Linked DNA regions of Oryctolagus cuniculus: region 2 is linked to region 1. The links are chromatin contacts, called in public Micro-C maps. All regions are on one chromosome and are shown on one strand. The core of a region is the stretch at or near the end of the contact, and the rest is flanking DNA. Distances in the headings are between cores, read along the strand shown. Region 1 overlaps HIVEP1 (HIVEP zinc finger 1). Region 2 has its middle 82 kb from the start of ADTRP.

Region 1 (5,209 bases), core at 763-3,262:
GCACCGCACCCCCGGACGCTCATCCTGTAACAGTGCCCGCTCTGGAGAGGAAGCGAAGCTGCCACGCGCTTCTCCCTCTTGTTTCCACGTCACTCCTTGTTTTCGTGGGGAGCTGTCAGGGCTGGGAGAAGGCAATGAGTGTCTGCTTTCCTCTCCACACCCAGCCTGGCTGAAGCAGCCTGTTGTCCCAGCCCCACCCCATGTCAGTCAGGACAGGGAACCCCTGCTGCCCAAACCCAGCCCTGAGTGCGCCCCACCACGCCCCGCCAAGGCCTTGGAGTATTCCCAGGGGACTGCTGTCCCTTGAAACTGTGATCTCTATGTTTTTCTGCTACATCCTAACATTCAGGCTGCTTTACAATTAATGATGTCTCTTGTGATAAATTATTTTCCGGAGGCTCACGACACATTTCTATCTGCTTCTCTTATTTGTCACCTTTGGAAATCTGTGGCTTTTATTTTGGCTGGAAGCAAATCCCACCCTTGTTTTTAAACACACCATGATGGACAGTCAGGATCTCTCAACGCTCACCGCAGCTGCGCAGGCCACAGAACACGCCTGCATACAGAACACCCTGGTCCATTAGGAAAATTTCACAATAACTTCATGCTTCGTCTCTTGCAAACCTTCATTCTCGAGCACCGCACGCTATGGACACGCAGCATTTTAGGTTTTCCCCAGAAAGGAGATGTGAATTAAAGCAGCATCACGGAGCGGTCTTCTGAAAATCACAGTTGTGCTATGTAACGGCGCACGGTCAATTACAGGACTACACAGCTTTTCCAATCATGAAAATCAAATTATTTAAAAAACTGCAGTGATAAGAATCTCCACCTTCACTCCAAGAAATTGCTTTCCGAGCACGTCTTCCAAAGGTAGCATTTACTAACCATTTTAGTATGCATTTGCAAAGCACAGGAACAATTGTCCTATCAACTAAAATTCCTAGTTTATAAATTGTTACCTGGTCTTACTCTGCTGACATGAGTTCCTTGCTTTTCATTTTAGGACAAGAAAAGAAAGTAACGTGTGGCAACACAGTGCGCTGGATTTAGTAGGCTTCTCTCCCTCTCGCTCTCACTCTCGCTCTCTGAGAAACTGAGGCTCGATTCCTGGTTCTGCCATTTACCAGATGCAAGATATGAGGCAAGTGACTACTCTCTCATCTCAGTTTTTTCCCTCCCAAAAAAGAAAGGAAGAAAGAAATTTAAATAGTACCATCTGCCTCCCAAGATGGTTTTAATTCCTGAAAGAGATAACGGATTTAATATACCAGATAGTCAATAGTCAAAGTATGTTAGCACTCATAGTCATTGTCACAGATTTCTAAACTGGCCAAATAAGTTAAAATTTTTATAATGTATTGGGCAGTGTGGAGAAAGAGAGAGAGAGAGAGAGAGAGAGAGAGAGAGAGAGAGAGAATGTGCACAAATGAGATCCCATCTGCTAGTTCAATCTCAAAATGCTGACAACAGCCAGGGGCAGGCCAGGCCAAGGCCAGGAGCCAGGCACTCCATCCATGTGGGAGAGAAGGACCCAATGCCCTGAGCCATTACTCTGCGTCCCAGGTCTGTGGCAGGAGGAAGCTGAAGTCAGAAACAGAGCCAGGGACTGACCCACGGAGCTCTGAAGCGGGAAGCAGGCAGGTCAGTGCCTACTTTACACACTCAACGGGCAGAAATGAGTGCAACTGCTTCATGTACTACAGGCAGCATGGTTTTAAAATATAGTATTTAAGACAGTAAAATAAGTTAATAAAAACACCAAGCGATCCCTGGGTGTAGAATACGTATCTGCCCCCTTCAGGTGTTTCCTGTAGCTGCCTTACGTTATGTAGACGTGTGTGCTTGCCAGGTCAACACAAGCCAACCAAAGAGAGCAACCACTCCACATCCACCGTCTGTCTGGACGCACCACGGCTTTGGTGCCATCCAAAGACATCTCTCTACTCATCTGCAGCTATGTGCAAATGGAAGCCGGAGAGTTTCCAGACTGCTCTCAACCTAAAGGCACGGTTCACAAGCTAGCGCCAGCTGTCGCCGTCCCTACGAGCTGGGCTGGCTCACCGCACACCACCACCACATGCCTTACTCATTTGGAAAGTCCCCTCGCCGTGTCTGAACTCATTTTGAAAGCAGAGAGGTCAGTTCCTCCCGTAACTCATCTGGGCCAGTTCATATAAAATAACAGCTTTTCAGAAAGCCACGGAGGCTCTCTCCCAAGACTGCTGAAGTGTAATTACAGATGGAGATGCTAACTACACAAAAGTAGAGAAGCAAAGTGAATATGAATTTATGAAGGTTCAAAACTAACAAATGAACACTGCAGTCCATCCAAAAAAGTAACTTAGTAACACCCTTTCATGCTCCAGACTCCCCCACAGCCTCCTTCCCACTGGTAAAAATGGTTAGAATCTGCTTGTTGGTACATAAATGGCAACTGCGCCAGATTCTCTCCTTTGGGAATATAAACTATCAGTCAATATACATACTCATTCTTACAGGCTTATATTTCACCTAAAAATCATGCAGCAATATAGATCTATGTAACATACAGCTTATATGTTACACATACACATAATAAGACAATACGATATTTTGGAAAGACAATATGATATTTTAAAATTGTTTCTTACTGGAGAACAGAGAGAGAAGGTAGACTTCTTCGACAATATTTCTGGATTTCCCTATGGGACTAACTAAATTTGCATAATCATAAAATAAAAACAATCTCTAAAGATCAAAAAATAAAATATGGCCAATGAATTTCAGTATGTACTGAACTGGGGCACAACCACACAGAGAGGAACAGGGTGGTATTGAATCCCATCAATTAACTCTAGCCTTAGGGGGACACATGCAAAAGATCAAAGAAAATGCAGAAAAATGCTGATGGTGGTGTTAGGCGGAAATTGATGTGTGTGTATCAGGATGGAGCAAGTATGTAATCCTATCATTCCTGGAGTCACTGGCAACACCGATCAACACCGTGGCAAGAGAAGAGATAAAGGTGTAAGATCAAAGAGGCGAAATAACACACACACACACACACACACACACACACTTCACCGAGCAGCCTAGAAATGGTGTCCATCCACTGGCCAGGGATACACCTAAGCGTCTGGCTTGTGGTTCCCACCAGGTGCCTTGCCCCCACCATTTCCAACTTCACCAACAGACAGAGGCTGACAGCAGGAGCAAATCTGGCTGCAAGGGTAGGAGCAAAGACAGAAAGCAAGAAGACACAGGCCACCCACCCCATTCAGATGCGCAAATGACCCACCCAGCCAGAGGCTGGAGGGCGACAGATTCAGGGAGCAAGTGCCTGGCCCTGGGGCTGGCTCCCTGTGTCCAGCACCAGGAGCAGCAGGCACTGCCTCCCTCCTCATTTGCACAGGCGGATGTTCAGGCTTATCTAGCACACACAGGGTTCTAAGCCCCTCAGGGCTTCCTAAAATAGCAGGCATCCTCTTATCCACAGTTTCACTTTCTGAAGTTTCAGTTGTCCGCAGTCAGCTGCAGTCCAGAAACATTAAACAAGAAGTTCCAGAAATGCAACTTTTCGATTGCTCAGTGTTCTGAGCAGCGTGATGAAACCTCCAGCCGGCCCCTCCCTCCTGCTCAGGACAGTGGTCATCCCCTGGTCCAGCGCACTCGCCCAGTATACGCAACCCACCCTGGAGGGGCTTGCAGCCCCGGCACTCCCAGCTCCCGGTCACAGCAGCACAGAGCTCCCACACGGGGTCTGGGCTGTGCAGCCGCTCCCTTGCAGATAACGGGATGTGCCACTGGGCTGCTGGGAAGGATGGCTTGGAGTCTGGGACAGTGGCAGGGACATAAGGACAGGACAGAAGGTGCCGGGCAGAGCTCCCATGTTCTCGGAGACTGATCTATACCGTCACCAGCGCCTAGCAAGTGACAGGTTTCGAGGGAGTCCCGAATCAGTGGAGAGTCATTCTTCTGTCTCTCTGTCCATGAGTTCATAGCGTTTATGACCCAGGCAAGTGGACAAAACAAGATTTTTGGCTATCTGTACTCATTCACAGAGAATTGGGTAAAGTTTATGTATTAAAAGCCTTCCGTATGGGGCCGGCGCATGTGGCCTAGCAGGTAAAGCCGCCACCTGCAGTGCCAGCATCCTATATGGGCGCTGGTTGAGACCCAGCTGCTCCACTTCTGATCCAGCTCTCTGCTGGCCTGGGGAGGCAGCAGAAGATGGCCCAAGTGCTTGGGCCCCTGCACCCACGTGGGAGACTGAGAAGAAGCTCCTAGCTCCTGGCTCCTGGCTTTGGTTCGATGCAACTCTGGCTGGTGCAGCCAACTGGGGAGTGAACCAGCGGATGGATGACTTTTCTCTCTGTCTCTCCCTCTCTGTCTGTAACTCTGCCTCTCTAATAAATAAAAATCTTTTTAAAAAGTATCTTTCACCTTATTGACACCCACTATGAAAAGCACCATTCCTCTCAATATCCTAAGCCAGATGTTTCAAGGATGCTCCTATTATCTGACACCGGAGACCCCGCAGTGAATGCCATGGCTGTGAAGGGTCTGCGAGGACCCCCCTCCACACCGCTCTGCCGGCTCTCCTTGGGTGGGCAGGGCTTGGCTGACTTGGGAACCTGAGGCCTCACAGCGATGGATCCAACACTTTTGTTTACTAGCATTCGCCTTGAAAGGAATTAAGCAGCCAAGTGTGCTCAGGAGATACACAGAAACACTTTGCAGTCTGACTTTTGGTTTGAATTGAGCAGAGAACTAGTGAGAAAATAATAACACAGATTATGGAGCAGAGGAAAACAGCTTCCTCATTTTGCTCAGAGGTGAGCTGGTGCCTGGGAAGAAAACACCACAAACAAAATCAGCCTGCGGCTCAGCTTCCTGAGCACTGAGGACCTCTTTGGTTAAATAATACTAAGAAGGAGAAAGCCTGGCCTTTGCTTTTTTTTTTTTTTTTATAAGCACTCCACATTGGACCTTTCTATTGAATTTTCAAACAGAGAGTGTATCCAGATGTCACTGACAAAGACCGCTCATGTCTGTTCTCAAATACTCTGTGGGTCACAAGGAGCACCTTGATTAACTGAGGAAAAACAGAAGCAAGATTTTGGAGAGGGGTGCTAGGTATTTTTGGTTGGAAGGCAAAAACGTACGTCATCTCTTCTCAATCCTAAATGATGATCACTTAGTGTTTGGGTGACAAAGTTCAGAA
Region 2 (5,313 bases), core at 873-3,372, 340 kb after region 1:
AGTATTCATGTATGTCATAGATAACATTCTAAGAAGATAATGATACTTCCACCTTCCACCTTCCTTCCTTTATTTTTTTTCTTCTAATTTTTTACAGTAACATACTTTCAGTTTACTTTATGATCACAGGCCTAATGCTCATCTTGATAAAGAATTCCACCAGTGAGAAGCAGAAAGACCAATGCTTCACAGAAATGTAGATAAGCACTATGAAATAAACAAATTACAAGATATAAATTTCACTCACATACATTAAGGCTTTTTTTTTGTATTCTGTGTATTAGGTACCACAAATCAGAGAAAACATGACATTTGTCATTTTGGTGCTAGTTTATTTCGCTAAGCATAATAGTTTCCAGTTGTATTTATTTTCTTGAAAAGACAGAATTTCATCCTATTTTTTATGGCTGAGCAGAATTGTACCGTGTATATATTCCACATTTTCTCTTGTTTAAGGTTTTATTTGTTTATTTGAAAAGTAGAGCTACAGAGAGAGAGAATAAGAGAGGGGAAAGAGAGGGAGAGACAAAGAGAGGGTTCAACAGGCAGGTTCCTTTTGGGTTCACTACCCTAGTGGCCACAACATTCAGGTATGGAAGCCAGGAACCAGGAGCTTCAGTGAGGTCTCCCACATGGATGGCAGAAGCCCAAGGACTTGGGCCACCCTCCATTGCTTTTCCAGGTACATTAATAGGAAATGGATCAGAAGTGGAGCAGCCAGGACTCAAACCATCTCCCATATGGAATGCTGGCACATCAGGCAGCGGCTTTATCCACCACTCCACAGCAACTGTCCTATTAGTCCATTTTTTTTTTAATTTGTTTGAAAGGCAGAGATACAGAGAGAGAAGGAGAGAAAGTGAGATCTTGCAACCACTGGTTCACTCTCCAAATGGCCTTAATGGCCAGGGCTGTACCTGGCTGAAACCAGGAGCCTGGAGTTTCTTCCAGGTCTCCCACATGGCCCAGGAGCCCAGGGACTTGGGCCATCTTCCACTGCTTTCTCAGGTGCATTAACAGGGAGCTGGAATAGAAGTGGAAAAGCCACAATTGAACTGGTGCCCATGTGGGATGCTGGCACTGTAGGCTGCTGCTTAATCTGCTGTGCCACAGGCTGGATATTTATCCATTCATGAAGACAGAACCCTCGTGACCTAATAGCCTCTTGAAGTTCCCACCCCCAACACTGCTGCACTGGGAATTAAGTTTCCAACAGGTGCACTTTGGTACCATAGTACTAGCTGCTTAGCAAACTTGGGGGCATGACTGACTCAACAGTAGGGGTGACTTTGAGGCAGAGTGTGGGGCAGGCTCCTGTCGTGACCTGGAGGTGTCTGAGTGTTGGTAGAACAGATAAAGTCCCCAAAACTGAGATGCAACCCTGAGGTTGAAGATTGAAGAAGGAAGAATATATAAGAATGAAAGATTTTATTAGGGCAGTTTACATGCAGGACTCCAGCCTGGGCTTGATGGGCAGTCTGGGCACAGCTGTCATAAGGCATTTTCTGCACAAAATGGCAAAATAAGCGAGCTTTGATCCATTTACAAATTAGTAGGGAGTCAACGCTTGGAACTTGTGCTACATCACCCCTTTCTCTTCCTTAGGAGTTCCCCTGCTGGGCATCGTGCTAGGCATCTTGACCTTATCTGAAAGGCTTGTGACAGCACGGACACTGGGTGGCTGGAGAGTGATGCCACTCAGGGTAGCAGATGGTCAGCTCCTTCAGAGGGAGAGAGAGCAAACTGGAGGGATGAGACTCAAGGTGCTGTGACTGTGGTCCGTTGCTGCCTGGAGGCCTTGGCAGGGTTCTGGTCAGGCTTTCTCATGTCTACCTGTAGACCCCAACTCGCCTGGTGGCAGGACCCGGACTGCTGGAGAGCAGTGCATGTCCTTGTGGGAATTATGCCAGCAGCTGGCTTTCAGACTAAAACTGCAATGTGGGCTCTCCAACCTGCAGATTTCGGACTGGCCAGTCCCTAGCACAACGTGGGCCGATTCCTTACAGGAACTCTCTGTCTACAAGTACACACATCCTATTGGTGCTGCCTCCCTGCAAAGCTCTGGCTAGCACACTCCTCTCTCTGCTTCCCCGGGCCTCACTTCCTTCCTCTCAGTCTGCCTCCAGCTCAGCTCTGCGCCCGCCCTCACTCATTTGCCTCCCTCTGCATCGCTTGCCTGCAGTCCCTGTGACTCATAAGCCTATAATAATCTTGCAGCTTCCTCTTGCCAAAATCTCTCCTCTCTTCATTCAAGACTCTCCTGAAATCCTACATCATCTAATCAAGGAAACAGCAGTCTGTCCACCCTCAGATGAACCCATTCAGTGGAAAAGATTTCAGGAAGAAAACCCTGATGTGTGAGTGTTGCTTTGAGAACGAATTTTTGAGACTGTTCTACATGTGACAGGGAGAGGAACTGGCACTCTGAAATACTCTGCCCTAGAGACTGGATCCAAGGGGCCCGATCTGGGCTGCAGAGGTTTGTGTTGGGCACAGCTTCATCGTGGATAGTGATGCTAACAAGGCCATTGTCTTGGGCATGGCTTCCTGAATGAGCTGCTGAAGCCACTATTTTTTTTTTTGAAGAGCTACAGATTTTACAGGCCATCTCTCAATGCCATCCTTCCCATGTGACATTGTTTACCAGGGCACTTGGATAAGAAGATGTGGAGGAGTCACGGGAAATCCATACGCGTGTTCCCTCTAGGCTGTGGGTCACTCTTGAAAGCAAGATCCAGCATTATGCAAGCTCAGTGTAGATGTTTGATGCTAAAGAATTCACAGTAAGGGTCCCAGTCACTGATCCTGTATCCCAAAAATACACTGTGCTTACCTGAAGGCTTCTAGATATGGAGGCTCTCTCAGTAGTTGGAATGAAAAGCGTAGCATGGCCAAACCATCAAAGTTACTACAAAAGACCTGCAAGGGTCTCGTCACTGCGCACAACACTGTGGAGGGCGGGGACTGCAGTGACACTATCCTCCTCTTCCTATCACATCATGGTGCACCCTGTGGTGTGGCTGTAATTGCCATTAAGCCACACTCCCAGTAGACACTGAAGAGCAAGGAATATGCTGACTTAAAGCTCCACTAAGGAAGACCCTGAATGGCTTGAAGAGAGGGTGATACGCAATGAAGAAAGAAAGCTCAAAGTATTAGCTCACACTCTGAGGCTACTAAAATGTCAGAGTGAAAGACTGTGCGCTTTACAGGCACTCTGAATTCAATTAGTTTCGTTTCCGCAGCATTTACAGTCTTGGGTGACTCATTCAACCTTTCAGAGCTGGTTTCTTCATATATAAATTGGAGGTACAATACATACTTTAAAGTTACTGTGAGGATGGATAGTGATAATAATGGACCTGGAACATTTAGCCGAGTGTCGACACTCAATAAACATCCATTTCTTCCTCTGCTCTCTTAACTCAAAGTCTCTATTAATCCAATGAAAGACTTTATAGGTTATAATTTGTGAGCCCAGTAGATTTAGTGTTAAATTACAGAGCACAAGGGAGCTGATGGTGGAACCAGGAATCAAAAGATGTTAATGCGAGGGAAACTCATCTCTTGTTGGCATGATTTCACATATCAAGAGGGTCCCAAGGCCCATGTTGAAATACCCATTCCCTGACTTGAAGTTAAAACGAAAAATAAAAATGAAGGAAGACAATAAAAATTATCTATAGAATACACTCCAGAAATCCTAAGTCTTTTTAACCCCTTAAGTTTCTGTAAGGCATTAAAATGTCACCGCATAGCACAACCTCAGTAGGCATTACCTGAAGGGAAGCCTCCTTCTTCTTCCCATCCAGCACCAGGGAACAAATCCCAAGCAGCCCTTGCATTACAGAGCACAGAGATGAATTCATGCTGCAGTTAACAGACAGTCAGGCCCTGCTCAATACTTGGGGATGGCTTGTTGAAAGCACAGTGGCTGAGTTTCAATCCCTTCATCCTGTAACAGCATGACCTGGCAGGGTGCCCCTACGGTTGTCAAGTAAACGCAATGGAGAGGAGGGGAAAACACACACATTCACACACACACACATATACACATTCACACACACATACACATTCACACACATACACACACATTCACACACACACATACACATTCACACACACACACATTCACACACATACACATATACACACAAATACACATAAACACACACATACACATTCACACACATATACATACACACATACACATTCACACACACACACACATTCACACACATACATATTCACACACATACACACATTCACACACATACACACACATTCACACACACATACACATTCACACACACATACACACACGCACACACATTCACATACACATAAACATTCACACACATACACACACACATACACACACATTCACACACACATACACATTCACACACACATACACACATTCACACACATACACATTAACACACACATACACACACGCACACACATTCACATACACATACACATTCACACACACACATACACATACACACACATGCACATTCACACACACATACACATACACACACATGCACATTCACACACACATTCACACACATACACACATTCACACACACATACACATTCACACACATACACACATTCACACACACATACACATTCACACACATACATACATATTCACACACATACACACACATTCACACACATACACATATTCATTAACACACATACACATTCACACACATACACACGCACACACATTCACATACACATATACACACATACACACACACATTCACACACACATATACATGCACACATACACATTCACACACACATACACATACACATTCACACACACATACACATACACACACACACACATACACATTCACACGTACATATCCGGATCTCTGTCTCTGTATATTTTTCAACCTTATGGTTTTCAACTGCGTTTTTTCTTTATTATCTCATGTTTGATTCTAAGCCTACCATTTATTGGGAAGATGAGAGCCCTCTGGTGGTTAAATTGACTCTTCTCTTGCAGGGATAGTAAAGCAAACGTGTTTGGGAAGTCCTATCTCTCTGTCTTATCTCAATTAGCAATTCCCTACATGATCGCCATCTTTTCTCCCGTTGAGTCCCCTCACCCTTGAGTGCAGAGATGATGAGATAGTGCATTTTCAATATCTTTGATGCTCAGAGTACATTTAGGCAAATATTTAATTTACCTTCTCAAAAGATAGAACACATTTTTATAAGCTTAATTTTCAGATATTTATCTAACATACACTTACTGGACATCCTTAACAAGTCAGACACCATATTAAG

The links. Hi-C and Micro-C count contacts between places; a contact is called where the count stands out from the background.
Region 2: a contact with region 1 is called in a Micro-C map of ear pinna, with 2.4 times the contacts expected there. The contact joins two enhancer-like sites. A contact is called at or near these places in 2 of 6 Hi-C or Micro-C datasets (ear pinna and an unstated tissue).

What each region holds. Positions count from the first base shown.
Region 1 is chr5:158,531,014-158,536,222 of mOryCun1.1, forward strand. All of the region lies in intron 2 of HIVEP1 (HIVEP zinc finger 1), which reads right to left. Among named protein-coding and RNA genes, the nearest start is that of HIVEP1, 44 kb to the right of the region's middle. Within about 2 kb of position 2,013, at least 2 of the 8 cell types and tissues checked have an H3K27ac peak or open chromatin away from gene starts, as enhancers often do.
Region 2 is chr5:158,866,784-158,872,096 of mOryCun1.1, forward strand. No RefSeq gene overlaps it. Among named protein-coding and RNA genes, the nearest start is that of ADTRP, 82 kb to the left of the region's middle. Within about 2 kb of position 2,123, at least 2 of the 8 cell types and tissues checked have an H3K27ac peak or open chromatin away from gene starts, as enhancers often do.